Linked DNA regions of Mus musculus: region 2 is linked to region 1. Evidence: chromatin contacts called from public promoter capture Hi-C data. All regions are on one chromosome and are shown on one strand. Each heading gives the region's core, a stretch centred on a gene start, on an enhancer-like site or on the middle of the called end of the contact. The rest is flanking DNA. Distances are from core to core; before and after follow the strand shown. Region 1 holds the start of Mterf1b (mitochondrial transcription termination factor 1b). Region 2 has its middle 110 kb from the start of Fzd1.

Region 1 (3,892 bases), core at 569-3,068:
ATAAATTTTTAAAAATCAGTCACTAAGGATACATATACTAAGTCTATCAGCTTGAAGATTACTACCAGACAGCTCATTCCTTTCAGATGATTAGCACCACGGTAAACGATAAACATGACACAGAATATTCAACAGAAATTCTAATACCAATAAAATAAGAAAAAGGTTTGCTAAGACTCCTAAGAAAAGGGTAAAAAAAACTATTAGTTTGTTAGACTTGTCACAAGTAGATTTTTGTTTCTCTTTATATAACTTATCCTCCAAATAAATATTTTCTAAATGTATCAACATATAAAGTTGAACTGAGCATCCATGCAGCACCCAAAGTAGCGCTCCTCTGATTAATGTCATTGTGGTAAGCACCCCCAGGAGGGTTTTACATTCTCTCTCTTCCTTACCAAATCAACTTCACTCAAAACAGCAACAAAGCAATCTTGTTCCTGCCTATTTTAGTCTCAGTGTCCTTGCTGTCTTTTCATTATTTTTAACTGACATAACAAATAATGGAATCTGTATCTATCTTCCCAAAGTCCCTCTTTTACTTTCATGTCACACACATGAGTGTGTGTGTGTGTATTCTCCATTAGAAGCATGTCCTATTGTTTTTCCTCATAATTCTCATATTCCCATCACCTTCTCAGTAGATGCTCTCTCCCCTCAGCACTTACTACTACTATCTTATCAAACTCAAAGCTCACATATGAGCGCACTCGCAGGCGGGAAAGCACGTGCACTTTTCTGAGTTAAATTGTCTTTTCTTTCAGAAAAGAAAAAGGGTCATTTTCATGAACCCAAGTTGTATTTGCAAGTCATTGTATAAACACAATGTCCTTTTAAAAACAGATTGTTGAGCTGAATTTGTAACCTCTGGCAAATTAACTATCCCAAGACAAATTTTAAAAAAAGCAAATATCGAATAATTGCCTTCAATCTTCCTCTAAAATAAACCATTTTCTTAAGCTTCGTTAAATTTCATGAATATCACCAACATCTTGGTGACTGTAACTACCGAGGTTCAAGATGGAAGATTTATGTCCCTGTCCCTTCCCGTCCCCTCCACCCCACCCCATCCCACAGCTGGAAAGCTAACAGGTGTTTAAAGAAAACTGCTAATCTTTGGGAATTCCACAATCCCGCTACTCTTTTGACACAGCATTTAAGTGTACAGGGTTGTTTTGTTTTGTTTTGAACAGAACTACATATCGATGTCGACTTTGTCATAAGAGACTTTAGATCTCTCCAGAAAAGGTAAAAACCGATGTTTCTACCACCACACCACTAATTTGGAAAAGAAAAAGGCAAAAATATCGCCAGTGTAGTAGAGAATAAAGAAGTCCAGGTCAAATCATTTTTGTGAGATGCACGACCTCTCGCAAACTAAACATTTCTCAGTCATAATAAAAAGAAAACGGCAACGCATGGGGGGAAGGTAGCGGAATCGCAAACGCACTTTAATACCAGAACCCCACGTTACACATACATTATTTCGTAATGCCCTATATATACAACAACCTAAGGGTGGGCACTGTCCCTAAAGTTACAAATTCCGAGCCAATGCCGAGCTCTTTGCTGTACGAAGTGTGGAGGGCTTGATGAGTCTAAACTCAGAACCGCCGTAATCCCACATCGAAGGCTCGCCTTCCCTCGGGCAGTTCTGCAATGGCCTTTAGCCATTCATCGCCCTGTCTAGCAGAGACTCGCAAGCCGCTCGCAAAGGCTCCAGCAGCTCCCCAGCCCCAGCCCGCACACTGCATCCGCGCTCCTACCAACGCTCCCGGTAGACACCTTTCACTTCCGCCTCTGGACGCCCGGGAGGGAGCGGAGTGCGGAAGTAACGGCTGACTTCCGGCCTCGGCCTGGCGCAGAGGTGACGTCACTAGCCCGGCGCGCTGTGCCTAAATCCTCGGCCGCCTGACCGCGGGAGCCCAGCAGGGGGCGGCTGAGACTGTGGCTGCGGGGACTCTGGGCTCTGGGCTGGTTCGAGACCACAGGGCGGCGCCAAGGCTTCCCTCTGGCTGGGGCTGAGATTCTGCCTGCACCAAAGAACAGGTTCGGTTTGATCTCTTTCTTTTAGGTTGCTTTATAGACCTTGGGGGTCTTTGTTTGTTTGGTAGGTTGGTTGGGTTTTTTTTCCCCCAAATTCTTCTGCATTTTTCTGTTTGGTTTGGTGTTTGTAAGAATAAAGATTTCTATTTGGGAATTTAAATTATTAATAATCAGTTTACTCAGAAAGTGAAACTACTGATCACAGCTTATTCCTTGCCTGGGATTACTCAGTAGCTATTTACGGTGCACGTGTGGCTTGCGGAAAGCAAGACAACCTCGGCCTTCTGGACCGTAACTCCCATGGTCTCGCTTCTGCCAGAATATTCTCTCCTCAGCATGCCCCATGGATTTTCATTTATGAACACCAGGAGATGGCTTTAGTCCTCTTGAAAGTGATATCAATGAGGAAAAGGTGCAGCTGAGATATTGGAGAGGTTGGGAAGACGAAGGGCAGGGAGGGAAAGATGAGGGGCAAAGAAGAGAAAAAGAGAACTAGGAGCAGTGTGGTAGACAATGTTTCCCAAGAGGCTGTTCTGGGGTTCTCATCTTCCTTGAGGGATGTTGTTGTTGTTGTTGTTGTTGTTGAGACAACTTTGTATCAAAGTTGTGCTGCTATGCAAATCTCTCTCCTTTGCCATTTCGTTTTGAAAGGATAGTGACATGTGATGATGCTTGTGATTTTAGATGACCTCACTTGGAAGGAGGAGAGTAGGGAAGTCTACATCAAGATAAACCCCTCCCTAAAATTAGACTTAAAACCCTCAGGACTTAGACTCAATGTGTAGATCAAATGCCATGTCTGTGCTATCTTCAGAATTGTCCCTGTCCTCTTTTAACCAAAGATTGATAATAATGATATAACTAGTAATATTGATTATTGTGCCTTTATGTCTGCCTCACTAGCTTTTCCTTGTTTGAGTCTCAACAAACTCAATTAGAGTGAGAAAGGAATTAGCCCTCCATTCCTCTAAGAGAACCCACGGGTAAAATACCACCATCCATAGATTCCAGGATTCAATAAACAAATGTCCTTTCTACATCCTTGTCAATTACACAAATCTACATCTTCCTGTAATTACACTCAGGGTCTGTAGAGGGATTTTAATGTAACAACATGGCTACTCTAGCTATAATACAGACATGCCTTAGCACATTCCTTTAATCCCTCTGGCTGGAATACAAAGATGCCCTTATTCTACACCATTAACCCAAGAGAATGAAGGTAAAGTTAGTTTGTAGAAGGAAGTACCCATGTTTGAAAGGGGTATCTAATTAACTGGGAAACAAAGTGATGAACCAGAGAAAGATTTGACAGAATAGTATATGCCTAGATCTCATGAGAATAGAGAGATGACTTAAAGGGGGAGGCAGTTTTACTGGGAGAGTTTTACAGAGACAGGTTGAAGAGGAAACAAGCTAGACACAAGTGAAGACTGAATGAGCCAGTGAATGAGAAGGAGCCAGAAGATCAGAACGGATTGCTAGAATTAGTTTGAGACCAAGCAGAGCAATTCAGTCAGAAGTGGAAAAAAGCCAGATTAAATCAGTCAGCTTAGAAAAGTGTTTGAGCCAGAACAGCAGCTTTAAATCAGCTTGCCAGAGTTCCGAAAGTGCCAGAAAGGGTGAGCTTATTCAGCAGGAAGTCTCAGAGGCTGAAAGCATTCTAGACCTAGATTAGATTGTACAGACAAAAGTTTGCAGGAGACAGCCCTTAGCAGATGGAGGCAGTAAGCCTCCAGAGGACAGTCATATCAGGTGAATACAGAAGTCATTGTCTTACATAGGGTTACTACTGTTGTGATGAGACACTGTAACCAAAGCAACCTGAGGAGGAAAGGGTTTATTT
Region 2 (4,048 bases), core at 1,491-3,990, 460 kb before region 1:
ATACAAATCTAGCAGGGAGATTTGTATCAATTGTAATTATTGGGTTTCTGCTCAAGCTTCTATCTAATCTTTTAAAGTATTTTAGAATGTGACCTTCTTTTGTAACTTTTGACTAAAAATAAGAGAAACTTTTTAATTGAAGCTCATGCTCCTGACCAGAAAGCCACCAAGATAGCCCAGGCCACACAGCTGCCTGACACTAGGTTTGCTTTCTCCGGGAGCCTGAACTTGAAAGGCCCCTTCCAATGTTACTGGGAAGGAACTCTCTCAGATATTCTTCTGACAGAAAAGGGAACAAATGGGCCCCAGCAAGCCTCAAGTCTCTGTCCTGAAGCTCCACTCTGGTAGTTTGTTTTGCATGGTATTTTTAATTAATGTATTTAGTTAGTCACATTTCTTCTGTAACATCCATGAGAAACCTTATGCACGTGGGGTTTTATTTAGCTATAACAAAAAATATAATTATGTCACTTGTAGGAAAATAGATGGAACTAGACTTCATGATGTTAAGTGAAATAAACAAGACTTGCTCACCAAAAACACCAACCAAAGAGTACACATGGAGGGACTTATGGCTCCAGCTGATTAAGTAGCAGAGGATGGCCTTATCTGGCATCAATGGGAGGGGAGGCCCTTGGTCCTGTAGAGACTCAATGCCCCAAGTAGGGGAAGGCTAGGACGGTGAGGTGGGGGAGCACTCTCATAGAAGCTGGGGGAGAGAAATTGGATAGGGGGTTTGCGGAGGGAAAACTGGGGAGGGGGATAACATGTGAAATGTAAATAAATAAAATAAGCAATGAAAAATAAATAAAAATAAGAAAATCTTCTAAAAAAATAAAAACAAATGGTTTGCTATATCTTTCCCCCTAAAAAAAAAAAAAAAAGACTTACCCCCTGCAAATTCTTTTTCTCTCATAAGTAGAATATATACAAATACATATATGTGTGTCTACATGTGTAATAAGGGCAATGAGAGAGGAGGGGGACTAAGGGAAGGGAAGAGGGGGGAACCAAGAAAGGATAAGGAAGAGTGTACACAAAATATTGCATATTTTCTCTCATACATTGAGAGCCCCTGGCCTACCCCTTCCAACTGCACACTAGAGTTCAGCCTCAACCGCAGAGACCCTGTGGAGATGCAGACCCTTGAGGAAAGGCAGTGCCATGAGTAAGGCCGATCCCTCAGGAGAAACCCCTGCTCTTCTGGGCATCTGCACCCCACAGTTCTATGACCAGTGGTCCCATAACCCCAACTGGTGCCTGTGAGCAAATCCCTTGGGTTCTGACAGCAGGAGTGGGACATTTCAGGTAGGACATCTCTTTTCAAGCTCTTTTGGTCTTCATTAGAAACAAATGGCAAAAGGGAAGAAACTGGATTTCGTTTCCCGTCTGTCCAGGCTCTCCCGGGGTTTTAGGCAGCCAGCTCTGCAGAATCTGTAGCCATCCCTTATTTGCCTTGGAGCCATTGACTTCAGCCTTCCAAGTAGCAGCCTCACTCTCCTCCAGGAGATGTCAGCTGTATTTATTCTCTTTTCCTTACTTACTTATGATTATTTAAGAAAGAATTATGTAATATGAACTGAAGCACCAGGGGCAGTTAAAAGTAAAACTTCAGTGAGTTTTATTTCCGCATGCGGTGATATCTGTCCAGTTCAAAATACACAGCTCGATGGAATTAATGTATTTGCATTTATGTCACTACCACCACAATCAATTTTACATTTTCATCACTAAAAAGAAACCCAACCCCATTAGCAGTGACTCTCAAGGGAGGTTTGAAAAAATGGCTCCATGTGTTTCTTGAGCAATCTCTGCCCATCTTTTGTTCTTTCCTGGGCTTAACTATTCATTCACTATCTTCCAGCTGAGCTGGGCCTACAATGGTCTCTCTGTAAAGACTTAATTAATTGATGGCAGTTGGGTTTTCTTCCCTAGGGAGCTCTAACCCTATATTGTTCTTGGTAAATTTGATTTTTGAATTTCTCCTGTCTTTTCCCTGGAGACTTGTGAATGGCTTGTTCCTAGGAAATTGCAGGATGATGTGAATCATCTTTTCAAGAATTTACAATTTAAATCACACTCTTATACACACAATTCTATTTTATCCTCCTAAACACCAGTTAAACATAAAAACAGCAATGTCTATAAAGTGCTTTTTCTGCCCAGTAGTCCTAAGTGCTTCTCATATTTGCAAAAATTAATCTAATACTCTTGTAGTCAAATGGATCCCCAAATTGAATATGCTAAGATGTATGCAACAATGTGATAGTGTGGAGATGCAGTCCCTTTAGGAGGTGATTAAACCAGGAGAGATTATTGTCATACGCATGGGCTTCCACAGCAAATCCATCCCTTCCATCTCTCCCACCCCGTGGGAACTCAGCAAGAAGACCCTCGTCCAGTGTAAGGTGGGCTTTCATATTTGGATCTCCCCATCTCTAGAACTCTAAGAAAAAACTGTGTTATTTTAAGTCACTCAGTAGTTTGGTACAGCATGCCTAAAACTTCTTGTCATCAAATATATCCTATGATACTCAGAGTGTCAAGAAAAGCCCCTCAAATGTTAACAGGTGTGATTGTATTGGGGAGGGGATAAGTATTTTTCAAGTCAGTTTCCAAGGCCAGTTTTCCCTGATTGCCCTTCATAGTCTCTCTTCTTTTCTCTCTCTGTCTGTCCTCTCCCAAGCATGGAATGCAGCACATGGATTTAATAACCACAGCAGTGATTTGAATGTGTGCTCAGCTAATCAGAAAGAGCGGTGGCAAGCCCAAGAATTCATTTCGGTTGTATATCATTTTAAAAGAGTTGACACACATGTCCTTTTGAGAGAAAATAATGAAAAATTTCAAAAGTGAAAGCCAGTTCTGGCCTGCCAACTGTGATGACTGGTTACACAGAAGAGGGCTGTGGAATTCTGAGGCCATTTGGGTTTTGTTAAGTTTGCTGAAACACTGTCAAGTCTGATCGCTGCCACGTTCAACAGTTTAATGACTTTTGGATAAGCCTTCAGAGGTAAATGGTTAAATCACCAAATGCTCCATAAAATAATTATGCAAACAATTTTCTGGCTAATTATCTAACATGAGCAGAAGCACACAGCTGCTGAGATACATAATTGCTCTTTCTTCGGAGCTGGCTACTGTATTTATATAACTCCTTTACTGATCTCAGTGTAGTTTGGTGGAGAGCATTTACATAATATCCCGTGAAGTGAAGGAGTTAAAGACACAGCTCTGGCCCCAGCTGCTAGATAACAACAGTGACTTACTTGATATATATATATTTAAGGCAATCAAGTTACAATCTTGAAATCTATGTATATCTGTATGGCATATGTAAGTCCTTAGGGGTTATATTTAGATGAAGTTGGGGCCGAGGTAAATTTGCACTGTTATCTATATAATGTACATGTGGAGAAACAAGCATGTAATTGGACACTTCACACACTGAACTCCTTCAGGCAATAGGTAGAGTAAGAAATAGAATATTACCAGAACCTCAAAATGTTCCCTTGTCTCCCTTCCAGCTTCGACTCCTTCTAAAGAGAGATAGTATCTTAATTTCTATCAGACTAACTTTGCCTGTGTTGTTCTGAGTTTGAATGTGATCATAGAGTATGGGTTCCTTTTCTGTCTCTGCTTTCTTTGATCATGTCTGTATGTTTCACCTCCCCATAATTTTCTCACTCTCACTGGTAATATGATATGGAGTTGTTCAAGCTAAATATATATTGCTTTTCATTTTACTATCGAGGGAGCTTTGAAAAGTTTCTGGGTTAGCAATATTATGTATGGATAGTGTTGTTCATGTCCTTTAGCAAACATATGTTCACATTTCACTTGGCTCTATGACCAAAAGTTCTCTCTCTCTCTCTCTCTCTCTCTCTCTCTCTCTCTCTCTGTATGTGTGTGTGTGTCTCTCTCTCTGCCATGTGTGTATGTATATGTGTGTATGTGTGTGAGTGTGCATATGTGTTTCACTTTATTAGATACTGTCAAACAGTTTTCCCAAAATTCATACTCCCATCAGTACTGGAGGAAAGGCCAG

What was found. Promoter capture Hi-C pulls out the DNA fragments that hold promoters and counts their contacts.
Region 2: a promoter capture Hi-C map of the 3T3-L1 cell line shows a contact between it and region 1, with 18 times the contacts expected there. The contact joins the enhancer-like site here to the promoter of Mterf1b in region 1. A contact is called at or near these places in 6 of 39 promoter capture datasets (the 3T3-L1 cell line, the SN4741 cell line, cranial neural crest and 2 more) and 1 of 9 other capture datasets (embryonic stem cells).

The regions. Positions count from the first base shown.
Region 1 is chr5:4,190,293-4,194,184 of GRCm38.p6, reverse strand. Mterf1b (mitochondrial transcription termination factor 1b) reads right to left here and starts at 1,818. Exons shown (of 2, transcript NM_001042670.1): 1 at 1,767-1,818.
Region 2 is chr5:4,649,168-4,653,215 of GRCm38.p6, reverse strand. No RefSeq gene overlaps it. Among named protein-coding and RNA genes, the nearest start is that of Fzd1, 110 kb to the left of the region's middle. Within about 2 kb of position 2,740, at least 42 of the 459 cell types and tissues checked have an H3K27ac peak or open chromatin away from gene starts, as enhancers often do.